2 separate regions of the Pan troglodytes genome follow, and region 2 is linked to region 1. A link is a contact called in public HiChIP or PLAC-seq data. All regions are on one chromosome and are shown on one strand. The core of a region is the stretch at or near the end of the contact, and the rest is flanking DNA. Distances in the headings are between cores, read along the strand shown.

Region 1 (6,511 bases), core at 906-3,405:
CAAGGCCAAGGCCCTCGAGTCCCCAGCACTACCACACAGCCTCATTCTCCCTAAGAAGGCTTAAACCACCTGGCCTTGCTCCTTCTACCAGAAAAGGCCGGTTCTGTGGACAAAGGGGCTGCTCAGGGGAAGAGGAGGAGGAGAAGATGGCGGGGGCGGGGGGCAGGGGGGGCGGGGGGAGCAGGCAGACTTTGAGAGCAACTCCCCTCCAGGCACACCCTCCTGGGAACTTTGAACTGAGCAGCTTCCCAAAACGTTTCCAAGCAGGGCAGGGCTGGAGGCTTAAGAAAATCAATGACCTGGCAGGGCGCAGTGATCCACACCTGTCATCCCAGCACTTTGGGAGGCCAAGACAGGCGGATTACTTGAGATCAGGAGTTCGAGACCAGCCTGGCCAAGGTGGTGAAACCATGTCTCTACTAAAAATACAAAAATTAGCCGGATGTAGCAGCATGCGCTTGTAGTCCCAGCTACTCGGAGGCTGAGGCATGAGAACTGCTTGAACCCGGATGGCGGAGGTTGCAGTGAGCCGAGATGGTGCTACTGTACTCCAGCCTGGGCAACAGAGTGAGACTTGGTCTCAGGAAAAAAAAAAAAAAAAGGAGAAAAGAAAGAAAGAAAATCAATGACTGTGAAAAGGGAGCCATAGGGAGGATGGGAAGACAGTGAAGAGGGCACACAGATGGTGAGGGTTTCAATCCCAAAGCCCCGGCTCCTATCTGCTTCTTCAAATGGAGAAAACTAAACCAAAAGGAAAATAAGAAAAATAATCACCGGTAATTCATATCACCCAGAGGCAAATGTTAGCACCGTGGTATATTTCCTTCTGTCTTCCATGCAGTTTATACAAGATCCTTCACATTCACCATCTTCAAATATTCTTTAAGGGCATACTTTTGTGGCTATGTAATACTCCACTTTCTCACGGACCCAAGTTTATTTTACCATTCTCACAAGATTGGCCATTTCAGTTGTGCCCAATGCCCCACTATTATTATAACAACATTCTCATGGGCATCTTTTTTTATATAGTATCTGTACTTTCCTTTAAATTCCTAACCTCTCCGTTTAAAAAAAAATAATAAAAATCATATTTTTTTTTAACTAGGTCCAGAAATTCTGGAAGGTCAAGAAGCTTTGGCTCTAATCCCAATTCTGATACTTATTTGCTGTTTAGTGTTGGCACCAGTCCTAAACCTCTCCAGGCCTCAGATTATCATCTGTAAAATGAGACCGTGGAATCAGAAGTCTGGGGCCTGGTGGATATTGTGTGACTTTTCTCTGATGCACCTCAGATGCATTAGGAGGCAGAAAAAGTCGGATTTCGGTGGTTGCAGCATATACTGAAATCCGCAGCCTCATACTTACAGGCACAGTGTCCAGAGAGCTAGAGAATTTAGAAGAAAACTAGATGACTCATGCATGCAAGCCGACAGCCACAACTGAGAGATCCGCATCTTCGCAGAGGATATGCTGCAGGAAGGAGCTCCGTGCAGGCCAGCTCCGTCACCTGCTAGCCTGGGTCTCCCGCAACGCGGCAGGTCTCCAGGTCTCAGTTTCCCCATCTTTGCGAAAGGATGATCATTATATCTGTTCTATTTACCCCCCCACCACAGAATTGTGGTTGGAGCTCGTGCTCTCAGGCGGCGGTTGCGCCGGGGCCCCTGGCTCAGCTGCCTGGTGATGGGGCTCCGGCCACCTCCCCTCCCTGGCTTCCTGGGCTCCGTCGAAAGCGCAGGGGTTGTGACTGCGAGCTGTGTCATCCCTCTCTGCCTGGCTGCCATCCCCTCCCCGCCCATCCGTCCTGATGTGGCTCTGCTCAAGGGTAGGGAAGACGGGGACATCTCACCGGTCAGCGGCACCCTGTGCCCGCGCGCTCCTCCTGGCGACGCCGCGTTGTGAGCACTGGGAGGCGCCGTATTTATAGCGCTCTGCTCGCGCACACACCCCCTTTGGGGCTGGCTGCAAACCTGCATGACTCACGCCCAAAGAATGCCGCGGAAAGCAAGGGGAGCTTTCTGGAAGCCGGGAGGTGGGGGCCGGTGCAGCACCGGGCTGGGGGCGCCGGGGGGCGCATCATCACCACGAATAGCTGTGCTGGCTCCAGGAGAGACCCTGAGGTGCGGCCGCTCGGCGCTTCCAGTAGGGAAGAGCCTGAACTCGCGTGGGAGCCCCTCTCACGCGGTTAGCCCGGCTGTCTCTCCCAGTCCAAGACACAATCTCACAGTTCCCTGGCCCTACTGACCTTAACCTTCACGTTACACAAGCGCCACTTCTCTTGACCCATTTAAATAGTAAAGAGTCAGACATAATGAGGGTGGGATGGAGAGGGGCCTTGTGCTGGAGAAGAAAGCACAGGAAGTATTGAAACCCCTACTCCTGGAAACATCACACTGATGGGGGTCCCTGGACTGACCCGCCAGGCCTGGAGGAAACAGAATTGTGTTTAGGAGTGATCAGAGCAGATATGTGGAGAGCCAGAAGGCCTCTCCGGGCTCCTTGATCCACAGAGCTTAAGCAATCACTGTCCCCATCTTCTTGGAACCCAGCCAAACAGGGTGGGCTTCATGGGTGTGGGACCCTTGCAGATCCACGTTTGGTTTAATGGGCTACTGTGACGGTCTTGAAATTCTTCATAGTTTTTGAGCCAGTGGCCCTGAATTTTTATTTTGCCCTGAGCCTTCCCAGTTAGGAAATCAGATCTGTGTCCAGAGGGGTTTGCTGGTCTCCAACTGCTGGAGTTCCTTCTGCTGAGAGCAGGGAGAATCTCCTGTCGCAGCCACCCCACCCCCTGGCAAGGAGGGGGAAGTCCAGGAACCCTGGAGGTGCAGCTACTTCTTGGGGAAGAAACTGAGCTGCCCATTTTGGAGCCAGGGATGTTTAAGCCCCAGGAGAGAAGTCAAGGGGCTGACAGTTGGGGCAATGGGTGGACAGGGCGGGTACAGGCAGTCCCACTGTGGGTGGCAGACTTTGAAAACCATGTGAAACAAAGGGGCTTAAAGGAGAGCTGCATGGTCAGGGGCTGAGTTTTCCAGTTCAGGATCAGGACTATGGAGGCACAACATGGAGGCCCAGTCCCTTGCTTGCCCAACGTCCAGGGGGCACTAGGACCCCAGTCCTTTCCAGGAGGCAGCCTGGGGGAATCTTCAAGGCCCATGAGGAAGTGGGAGAACCCAGACCAGGTCCATGAAAGTCTGATTACAGTCCTAGGTGTGCCCCTAGACACTGGGTGACCTCGGACCAATCACTTTGCCCTTGAGCCTCAGTTTCTTCCATCTGGACGATGAGGAATCGGGAATGGATCATCTCCACGGCTCCCTGCAACCTAACGTAGAGCCAAGCCAAGTATTAGAAGGTCATTAACCCAGAAGAAGAAAAAAATGCCCCAGAAGAGGCTACACTTTATTTTTCTTAAAAAAAAAGTCTAATTATCAGTAACAGCTACATTTTCTGTGGACAGTGCCTGCTCCTTATCAGTGCCTGCTCCTTATCAATACCTGAGGTTAGAAGAATTGTTTTTGAACTCGCTCTTTGTAACTTTTCTGTTCTGTAGCTCCCTCAGCATCCGGAACAGAAGGCATAAATCTAGTTATATTTTTAAAAATTAGACTTCGGAGGTCAGTCAGTGAGATCTGCCTTAGCCAGCTGAATTAGGGGAAGGGAAGAGAGGAAGAAAGGATTTGGGAGAAAATAGCAGGATTCACAGATTCACAGTCATGACTGTGATCCCTTGGGAATAATTACTTGATTATTCCCATTACTAAGCAAACAAGGTTCAGAAGGTCAAACTTGGAGGAAAGAAAAGTGTAAATTTTGAAAGCGCCATAAATGCATCACCAGATGTTTAATATTCTAAGTAGATCATAGACGATGATTGGTTCAGGACTCGCACACTGCTTGATTCCTACCCCATCCCCAGCATCTGCACCAGGTGGTCATCCTGCCCATGTTTGAATGCCACCAATAACAGGGAGCTCACTACCTGCCATGCAACCATTTATCTAGTAAAGCTGTTGATAAAGTTAGGGCCTTCTTTGGTTGAGTCACAGTCTGGCTCGTGTATGGGCCAATCCGGAGCCCAGTTCTGCCCTCTGGAGCCACACAGGGAAAATCCAGCCTATCTCTCCCATAGTGCCCCTTCTGATATTTGAAGGCAACGTAGTCTGCTTTTCCCAGTGACCTCCAGGCTTGCAGCTCCTTGCCTTGCCGTGGTTTGCAGACTTTTCCCCAGCCCTTTGACATTCTGGACCTCATCTCTCTTGAAACTCTTGGCCCAGCCCTGGACCAGCCAATGCCAGTGGGGAGCCTTGGACCAGCCAATGCCGGAGGGCCTGAGCACACAAAGCAGAACAGGACCACCCCTTCCCTTGCCCTAAACACTCCAAATAAGCTTTATCAGATGCTGAGTCACTGGGCTGATTCATAGAGAATGCATCATCTTCTTGGCAGGTGCTGCTGTTTGATCCTCTGTCTCCCATCATGGACTTACACAGCTGGGTTTGGGGCATTAGCTTGATTTATTTTCTTGGAGAGTCAGGGCCATGGGGAGGGCCAGGGAGGGATGAGTAAAGACCCTTGCATTTATCTGTTTATCTATGCTTTGTGCACCATCTCTGGCTGCCTGAATGTCTCTGGGGCTGCTTCGCTACGCAGTGTCCTTATTACACATCCCCAACCAGCCTTTGTCTGGCTCAGCACCACAAGCAGGACAGCTCAGCCAGCAGTTTGATACAGCTGGAACAAACTAGGAATGGGCAAGAGCAGTATCCTGTGGCCTGTGATTAAGAATCACTCTCAGATGGGCGTGGTGACTCACACCTGTAATCCCAGAACTTTGGGAGGCTGAGGTGGAAGGATCACCTGAGTCCAGGAGTTCAAGACCAGCCAGGGCAACATAGCAAGACCCAGTTTCTACAAAAATTAAAAAATTAGCCAAGCATGGTAGTGCACGCCGGCAATCTCAGCTACTCAGGAAGCTGAGATGGAGGATCGCTTGAGCCCAGGAGGTCAAGGCTGCAGTGAGCTATGATCGCACCACTGCACTCCAGCCTGGGCAATAAAGTGAGACCCTGTCTCTCAAAAATAAAAATGAGAAAAATAAGAGAATCACTCTCCAAGGGGAGCAGGGAGGGAGGATGGTGAGAGATTGGTCAACCAGTACACAGTTAAAGTCAGATGGGAGGGATAAGTTCTGGTATTCTATCGCATAGTAGAGTTGAGTATAGTTAACAATAATGTATTGTGTATTTCTTTTATTTAACTTTTATTTTAGGCCCCAGTATCTATTGCTCCCCTCTATGTGTCCATGTGTTCTCATCATTCAGCTCCCACTTATAAGTGAAAACATGCAGAATTTTGTTTTCTGTTCCTGTGTTACCTCACTTAGAATAATAGCCTCCAGCTCCATCCATGTTCCTGCAAAAGACGTGATCTCGTTCTTTTTTATGGCTGCATAGTATTCCATGGTGTATACCATAGTATTCCATGGTGTATATATACCACATTTTCCTTATCCAGTCTGCCACTGATGGGCATTTAGGTTGATTCCGTGCCTCTGCTATTGAGAATAGTGCTGCAATGAACATATGAGTGCATGTGTCTTTATGGCAGAACAATTTATATTCCTATATATACCCAGTAATGAGATTGCTGGGTGAAATGTTAATTCTGTTTTTAGCTCTTTCAGGAATCATCACACTGCTTTCCAAAACGGTTGAACTAATTTACACTCCCACCAACAGTGTATATAAGCCTTCCCTTTTATCCACAACCTCACCAGCACCTCTTATTTTTTGAATAATGTATATTTCAACATAGGTAGAAGAGAGAACTTACAATGTTCTCACCACAAAGAAATGTTTGAGACGGATTTGGTAATTACCCTAATTTGATCCTTACACAATGTGTGCACGTATCAAAACATCACATTGTACCCCACAAATATGTACCATTCTCGTGTCAGTTTTAATTTTTTTTAACTTCGTGAAAGGCTGGGTGCAGTGGCTCACGCCTATAATCCCAACACTTCAGGAGGCCGAGGTGGGGAGATCACTAGGTCAAGAGACCATCCTGGCCAACATGGTGAAACCCTGTCTCTACTAAAAATACAAAAATTAGCTGGGCATGGTGGCACGCGCCTGCAGTCCCAGCTACTCGGGAGGCTGAGGCAGGAGAATCGCTTGAACCCGGGAGCTGGAGGTTACAGTGAGCTGAGATCGCACCACTGCACTCCAGCCTGGCAACAGAGTGAGACTCCGTCCAAAAACAAACAAACAAACAAACAAACAAATGGATGGATTTGCTAATTACCCTAATTCGATCATTACACAAACGATCTTAGTAAAAAGATCACAAATGATTCTTAGTAAAAAAGAATCACTTTCCAAGCTATAATTATTTAATGGGTATATACATTTATTTAATCAATTACAGGCCCATGATCAATTGGTGGCTAATAAAATCATATCCAGTGAAATCAGCTCATAGATGATACAGAGGTATTCTGAGTGAT
Region 2 (6,586 bases), core at 314-2,813, 390 kb after region 1:
GGTTTCTTGGGGGAACTTGGCTCAATTACCTGACCTCATTCAGCCTCAGGTACATCACCTCTAAGATGGGAAGGTGGGTAGCTGCTGGTCACCCAGGATCACTGTGAGCCTCCCGTGAGATAATGCATGTGGCATGACTTTATGAACAAGGTCACTCAGGGGAGCTGGTGGCAGTCTGATGAGAAAAAGCATCCCCCAGCGTCTTCTGACTCTTCCTGGCAGCCAGGTAAGGGGGTGTCCAGGTTCCCAAGGCCTCCCTCCTACCTAGCCAGTCTCAGAAACAAAGCTGTTTGAAGTTCCCTTTGCAAAAGGCAATCGCAAATGCACTCTAGGGCTGATATCAGGACCCTGGCTCTTCAATCCTTCTCTGGAGATCAGAAGGACTCCATTAATTCCTCCTCTGAGTGGGTAGCACGAGCCTCATTTGCTCCTACCAAGTCAGTTTCTCTGGGTACCCGCATCTAACTCTGCAGGGTTTATGGCTTTTCTTTGGATTACCTCACTTTAAACTCATCAAAACCAAGGAAAAAAATCACATGAGTGTGGCCCTTCTCCAAAGAGAGAATCGCTAAGGAGGTTTTAAATGTTTTCCTCCTCTAACTGTACTTAGTTAAGCTAAATCATAACCCAAAGCTGGACAGAGACAGATATTTTAGAAATAACCTCTCCCCACATATATCCCACCACTGGCACATGCACACGCACAGACATGCACACACACACATGCACACACACACACATGCACACACACGAAGCCATGGAGAGGAGCTGTCACCTGAGCCATCTGCACCCTGAGTAGGCTCTTGGGCTGTGACATGAGTCAGGTGGAGTAGCCACCAAGGCAATAGCTTCCCTCTGGCACCCAAAATGCAGGCTCACATTCTCTCCAGCCCAGGCAGTTGGATGAGGGCCTGGCAGATATCTGCGGGTCCAGCTAGCGGGGACCTTCCCACCTGGAGAAGGCACCTCCAGGCTCTAGGTCTGAAGTTTCCCAAACTCTGTACTCCTCTCCATCCAGTTCATTCCAGTCTCCTCCAGCTGTCTTTGAGACAGCATGCCCAGGAGAAAGGACAAAATTAGTACCAAGACTCACCTGAGTGCCCCTGGCTGAGGCTGTAGAGCCTTGTCCCCTCAGATCCCAGCATTTGCCATGGTGGCCAGAGAGCTGGCTGCCACCACGCTGAGACCCAGGCCGCCCCTCGGACCGCGTCCCCACAGCCAGCCAAATCCAGATGGAGTCATAGAAAGGGGCTGCAGGGGCGCCCAGGGACGAGTCTCAGAGCAGGACCACAGGGGCCACTTCTGCAGAAGGACCAGGTCAAGATGCAACCTGTGGCAGAGTGGGGGTCTGGGCCTGGGGGACCCAGAATGGGGGGTGTGCGCCTGGGACTCCCTGTCCTTGGTGCCTGGTCCTGGGTAGCGATCAGGAGATGTTCTGAGGAGGCACCGGCAGCTCCTCTAGGTACTGCCTGAGATGCGAACTGCAGCTGCTCTCGCCGCCAGTCTGTATAAAATAAAGTTCCTGGAGCAGTTGCGGAGGCTTCTGCAGCGGGGTCTGGAATACGGCCCCCCTCCTGCGGCCAATCGTGGCATTACAGCCCCGTGTGGGAACGCCCGCTGGGCCCAGAGCAGCGCGGTCGGCCTTGGCCTTGGGACTCCAACACCCCGGTCTAAAGGTCCTGCTCAAAATACTTTTTGGAAGACTTCTGGGGGAGTGGCAGCTAGACCTGGCTTATGAGCCACGCAAGAAAACCAGTCTTGTAAATTTATTTATAGCACAGAATTGGCATGGCTCAATTCATTCACCAAGCTTGGCACAGAGTTACTTCATGTATTTTCCTGGAGTCACATTCATCCTCAGTGGACACGGATTGGCCACACTGGGGGTAGTCAGGAAAATGCCCCAGGGGGTTCCTCGGAACTCAGCAGCAGAATCAGCGTTTCTGGCTCATTAACGCTGCACAGGGGCTGGGGCGTGCAGGATGAAGACTAGCTGGCTGTCCATAGCAATTCAGTATGGGAGGGGGACCCAGGCACGAATAATCCTAAACCTGAGCATGATTGCTTACGTTTGAAAAAGGACATCTAGGCCGGGTGCAGTGACTCACACGTGTGGTCCCAGCACTTTCGGAGGCTGAGGTGGGAGGATTGCTTGAGCCCACCCACAAGTTCAAGACCAACCTGGGCAACATAGTGAGACCCCATCTCTAAAAAAAAAAAAAATCTTTTTAAAGGCGATCTAACCATATGTGAAGGGAGCTGCTAAATTCAGATTGAGGTGGTAGTATCAGGGGCATCAGAGAAATCACCATAATTGTCCAAGCCAGGGTGGCAGAGTTAGGCTATGCAGATGGCTTCCAGAGGACAGCACCCAGAGGTAACATTCATGAATGCATTCCTGTTTGTTGGTGAAAAGTTCAGCCTCAAGACTCCAGGGTCAGGCTTCGTACATGAAAAGTGTTTGCCAAGACTCAGCTGTGTCACTGCAGCTGCCCGCCCACAGCTGAGTCAGAAACGCCGTCCTCATTCTCAGTGACTGCCCCGCCTGACTGCCTAGGAAGCAGCTCCAACATCAAACTCCATTTTACAGAAAGAACAAATGATAATTGTATCATTATGGTAATAATCCCAGGGAGCGGAGGAGGAGAAGGAAAAAAGAAGACAACACTTTATAGCATATACCATGTGTTTCTTATATATTAGCTCATTGAACCTATTCAACAACCCCCTGAGGCAGGTGCTGCTATTATGCTCATTTACAGAGACAGAGAGGAAGTGACTTGTCCAGGGTCTTGCAGCCAGTAAGTGCCAGAGCTAGGATTCAACCCTAGGCAATGTGATCCTAGGGTCTATGCTCTTAACCCCTCCCCTGTACCACTGCCTCTCAAGGGGAAACAAATGTTTTTGTCCCCCATCAATTCACCAACATTCCTAGGAATGTAATCTTAAAAACAGCCAGAAATGTGCTCAAAATATAATGTCCAACCAGCCTGGGCAACATGACAAAACCCTGTCTCTACAAAAAAAAAAAAAAAAATACAAACAATAGCTGGGCGTGGTGATGCACACCTGTAGTCCCAGGTGCTTGGGAGGCTGAGACGGGAGGATCAACTGAGCCCAGGAGTTTGAGGCTGCAGTGAGCTGTGATCGCACCACTGCACCCCAGACTGGGTAACAGAACAAGACCCTGTCTTAAAAAAAAAAAAGTGATGTCCAAAGACCTTCCCTAAAGAGATGTGTATGTTAGCAAGAAATGTGGTAGTTAGTGCTATGGACTAAATGTGTCCCCCAAAATTCAAGCATTGGAAATGTAATCTTTATTGCAACAGTGTTGGGAGGTGGGGCCTTTGTGGGGGTATTTGAGTCATGAATGTATTTGGGATGCCATAGAAAGGGCTTGCAGGAGTGGGCTGGCTTGATCCTCTGCCTTTCTGCCATGTGAGGACTCCACGCTCGTCCTCGCTTGTCCTCCCACCTCCCGCCCTGTTCGAAGCACTGAGTCCTATTGCGTGATAGGCACATACCACACACAATGTGTATATCGGTCTCCTGCTGAAGGGGGTTTGGGATGTTTCCAATCTTTGTCTATTATGAATAAAGCTGCCGGAACAGGCAAAGGGAGATTTGACAGTGAAGTATAGGAATGACCTGGAGGGCTGGTTTTCTCCTGGGTGAGAGTCCTCCCGGCAGCTCTTAGCTCAGATACCTCCTTGCCACTAAAATCAGAATTGTCCCCAAAATGATTTGCTTCCATTCAATCACAGATGGCATTTGTAGTAGGCATTTCCCCCCCAGAAGCTGAATGAAAATGTGATTGCCTTGACAGAGGAGGGTTCAATAGACTTCTGAAGTAGTTTCATCTATGAAATCTCAGTATTTGAAATGGAGGGACCAAGCTTTTTCAGTTTGTTTTTTCTAGAGGTAGGATGTCGCTTTATCACCCAGGTCGGAGTACAGTGGCACAATCATAGCTCACTGCAGCCTCGACCTCCCAGGCTCAAGCGATCCTCCCATCTCAACCTCCTGAGTAGCTGGGGCTACAAGCACATGCCACCACACCCAGCTAATTTTTTAAAATCCTTTGTAGAGATGAGGTCTCGCTATCTTGCCCAGGCTGGTCTCAAACTTCTGACCTCGAGCAATCCTCCCGCCTCCACCGGCCAAAGTGCTGGGATTACAGGTGTGAGCCACCATGTCCAGCCTCCATTTTTGACTCTGATAAATGGTGCTGCTGTGAACATTCTTGTGTGTGTCTTCTGGGGAACATATGAATGCCATTCTCTTGGGCATATACCTGGGCATGGAATCGCCAGGGCATAGGGTGGCCCTGTGTTCAGCTTTGGTGGACACTGCCAAAGAGTTTCCCATGGTGGTTGTACTAGTTTATATCCAGCAGGGGATGAAACTACACTTATTCCTTGTCCTTGTCAGTGTCAGTGATGTTTATTCCATTTTCCCTGCTCTGGTGCGTTGTAGAGGTGCCATATTGTGGTTTTAATTTGCATTTTCCTGATGACTCATGAAGTTGAGCACCTTTAATTATGTCATTAAGTCTGATTGTTGACTTGAACTCTGGGCCCGTTACACCAGCAGGTCCTGCCCTATGGCTTGGGGTTGGCCGTTCCATCTGCCTGGAGTGGTTCCACCAGATGTTTGCACAACTAACTTCTTTGCCTCATTCCCATCTTTTCTCAAATGTCACCTTGTTCATGCTGCTGAGCCTAATGATTCCTACCCACAGGCCAGGCATGGTGGCTCACGCCTGCAATCCCAGCACTTTGGGAGGCCAAAACGGGAGGATCACTTAAGGTCAGGAGTTTGAGACCAGCCTGGTCAACATGGTGAAACCCTGTCTCTACCGAAAATACAAAAATTAGCTGGGTGCAGTAGCAGGCACCTGTAGTCCCAGCTACTCGGGAGGCCGAGGTGGGAGGATCACTTGAACCAGGCAGGCCGAAGCTGCAGTGAGCGGGGATTGCACCACTGCACTCCAGCCTGGGTGATAAAGCGAGACCCGATCTCGAATAAATAAATAAATAAAATTGCTACACACCCCTTGCCACTCGCAGTCCCCCTCACCCTGCTTGGTTTTGCTTACTGTCTGCTAGAACAGCAGCTCCAGGAAGGCAGCTCACTTGAGTGCTTCAAAATGCCTAGCAGGGTGCCTGGCGCACAGTACATGCTCAAGAAATATTGGTTGTGTGACAATCTGAGGAAACAGCATCAGGCACAGGGAACAGAAGGCTCAGAGGCCTCAGTATGGAAACACACTGGACATGCCGGAGGGGCAGAGAAAGGCCCAGTGGCCGGAGCACAGAGGATGCAGTGGCCAGAGAGAGGAGGTCAGGGGAGAGGGAAGCCTGGGTCTCACCCTGAGCACAGAGTGGGGCTGAGGCCACGCCCTTCTTTTTTGTCACTATCTTCTCCCAGGGAACACATCGATCCTGTACTGTTCATATTTTTGCTTCTTTTTTTTTTTTTACATATTTCTTCATTATAGTTTGCTACTTCTTGTTTAAACTTTTTAAAAAAATTAATTGTGGTAAAATACACATTGCATAAAATTTGCCATCCTAACCCTTATTTATTTATTTATTTATTTATTTATTTATTTATTTATTGAGACAGAGTCTTACTCTGTGGCCCAGGCTGGAGTGCAGTGGCGTGATCTCAGCTCACTGCAACCTCCACCTCCTGGGCTTAAGCAATTCTCCTGCCTCAGCCTCCCAAGTAGCTGGGATTACAGGGGTGAACCTCCACGCCCAGCTAATTTTTGCATTTTTAGTAGAGACGGGGGGTTCGCCATGTTGGCCAGGCTGGTCTCAAACTCAAATGATCCACCCACCTCAGCCTCCTAAAGTGCTGCGATCACAGGTATGAGTCACCATGCTCAGCCCTAACTGTTTTTAAATACATAGTTCAGTAGTGTTAAGTACATTTGCATTGATGTTCAACCAGTCTCCAGAACTCTTTTCATCTTTCAATACTGAAACTCCACTCATTCAACAACTCCCCATCCCCTGTCCTCCAGCCCCTGGCACCACTCATTCTCCTTTGTGTCTCTTTGAATTTGACTACCCCAGGGACCTTGCTATTTCTTTATCTGTGGCCTACTCTGCAAAAATACACTCTAAAATGTTTACCTTTAGTATTTTCTTTTTGGTTAGTTTTTAACCTGGTTCACATGAAATATAAGTGCTTTTCAAAAGCAATTTTTGTCCATCGTTTACAAACCAGTGTTTATCTTTTATTATTGTTCAGCTTTGTAAAAATATCTTGGTGAGAAGTATGTAATCAGCTGGGTGCGGTGGCTCACGCCTGTAATCCCAGCACTTTGGGAGGCCGAAGCAGGCAGATCACTTGAGGCCAGGAGTTGGAGACCAGCCATGGTCAAGATGGTGAAACCCTGACTCTACTAAAAATACAAAAATTAGCTGAGCATGGTGGCTCACGCCTGTAATCCCAGCTATTTGGGAGGCTGAGGCAGGAGAATCACTTGACTCTGGAAGCAGAGGTTGCAGTGGGCTGAGATTATGCCACTGCACTCCAGCCTGGGTGACAGAGTGAGACTCTGTCTTAAAAAAAA

Evidence for each region. HiChIP or PLAC-seq counts read pairs in DNA pulled down with a chosen protein or histone mark.
Region 2: an H3K4me3 HiChIP or PLAC-seq map of stem cell-derived excitatory neurons shows a contact between it and region 1, with 7 times the contacts expected there. The contact joins the promoter of SCARA5 here to the promoter of CLU in region 1. A contact is called at or near these places in 1 of 7 Hi-C or Micro-C datasets (stem cell-derived neural progenitor cells) and 1 of 1 datasets of contacts at active chromatin or transcription factors (stem cell-derived excitatory neurons).

Annotation. Positions count from the first base shown.
Region 1 is chr7:35,958,214-35,964,724 of NHGRI_mPanTro3-v2.0_pri, forward strand. CLU (clusterin) reads right to left here and starts at 2,156. Exons shown (of 9, transcript XM_519677.7): 1 at 1,850-2,156. The coding sequence starts at 1,976.
Region 2 is chr7:36,344,594-36,351,179 of NHGRI_mPanTro3-v2.0_pri, forward strand. It overlaps SCARA5 (scavenger receptor class A member 5), which reads right to left and starts at 1,564. Exons shown (of 9, transcript XM_016959272.4): 1 at 1,094-1,564.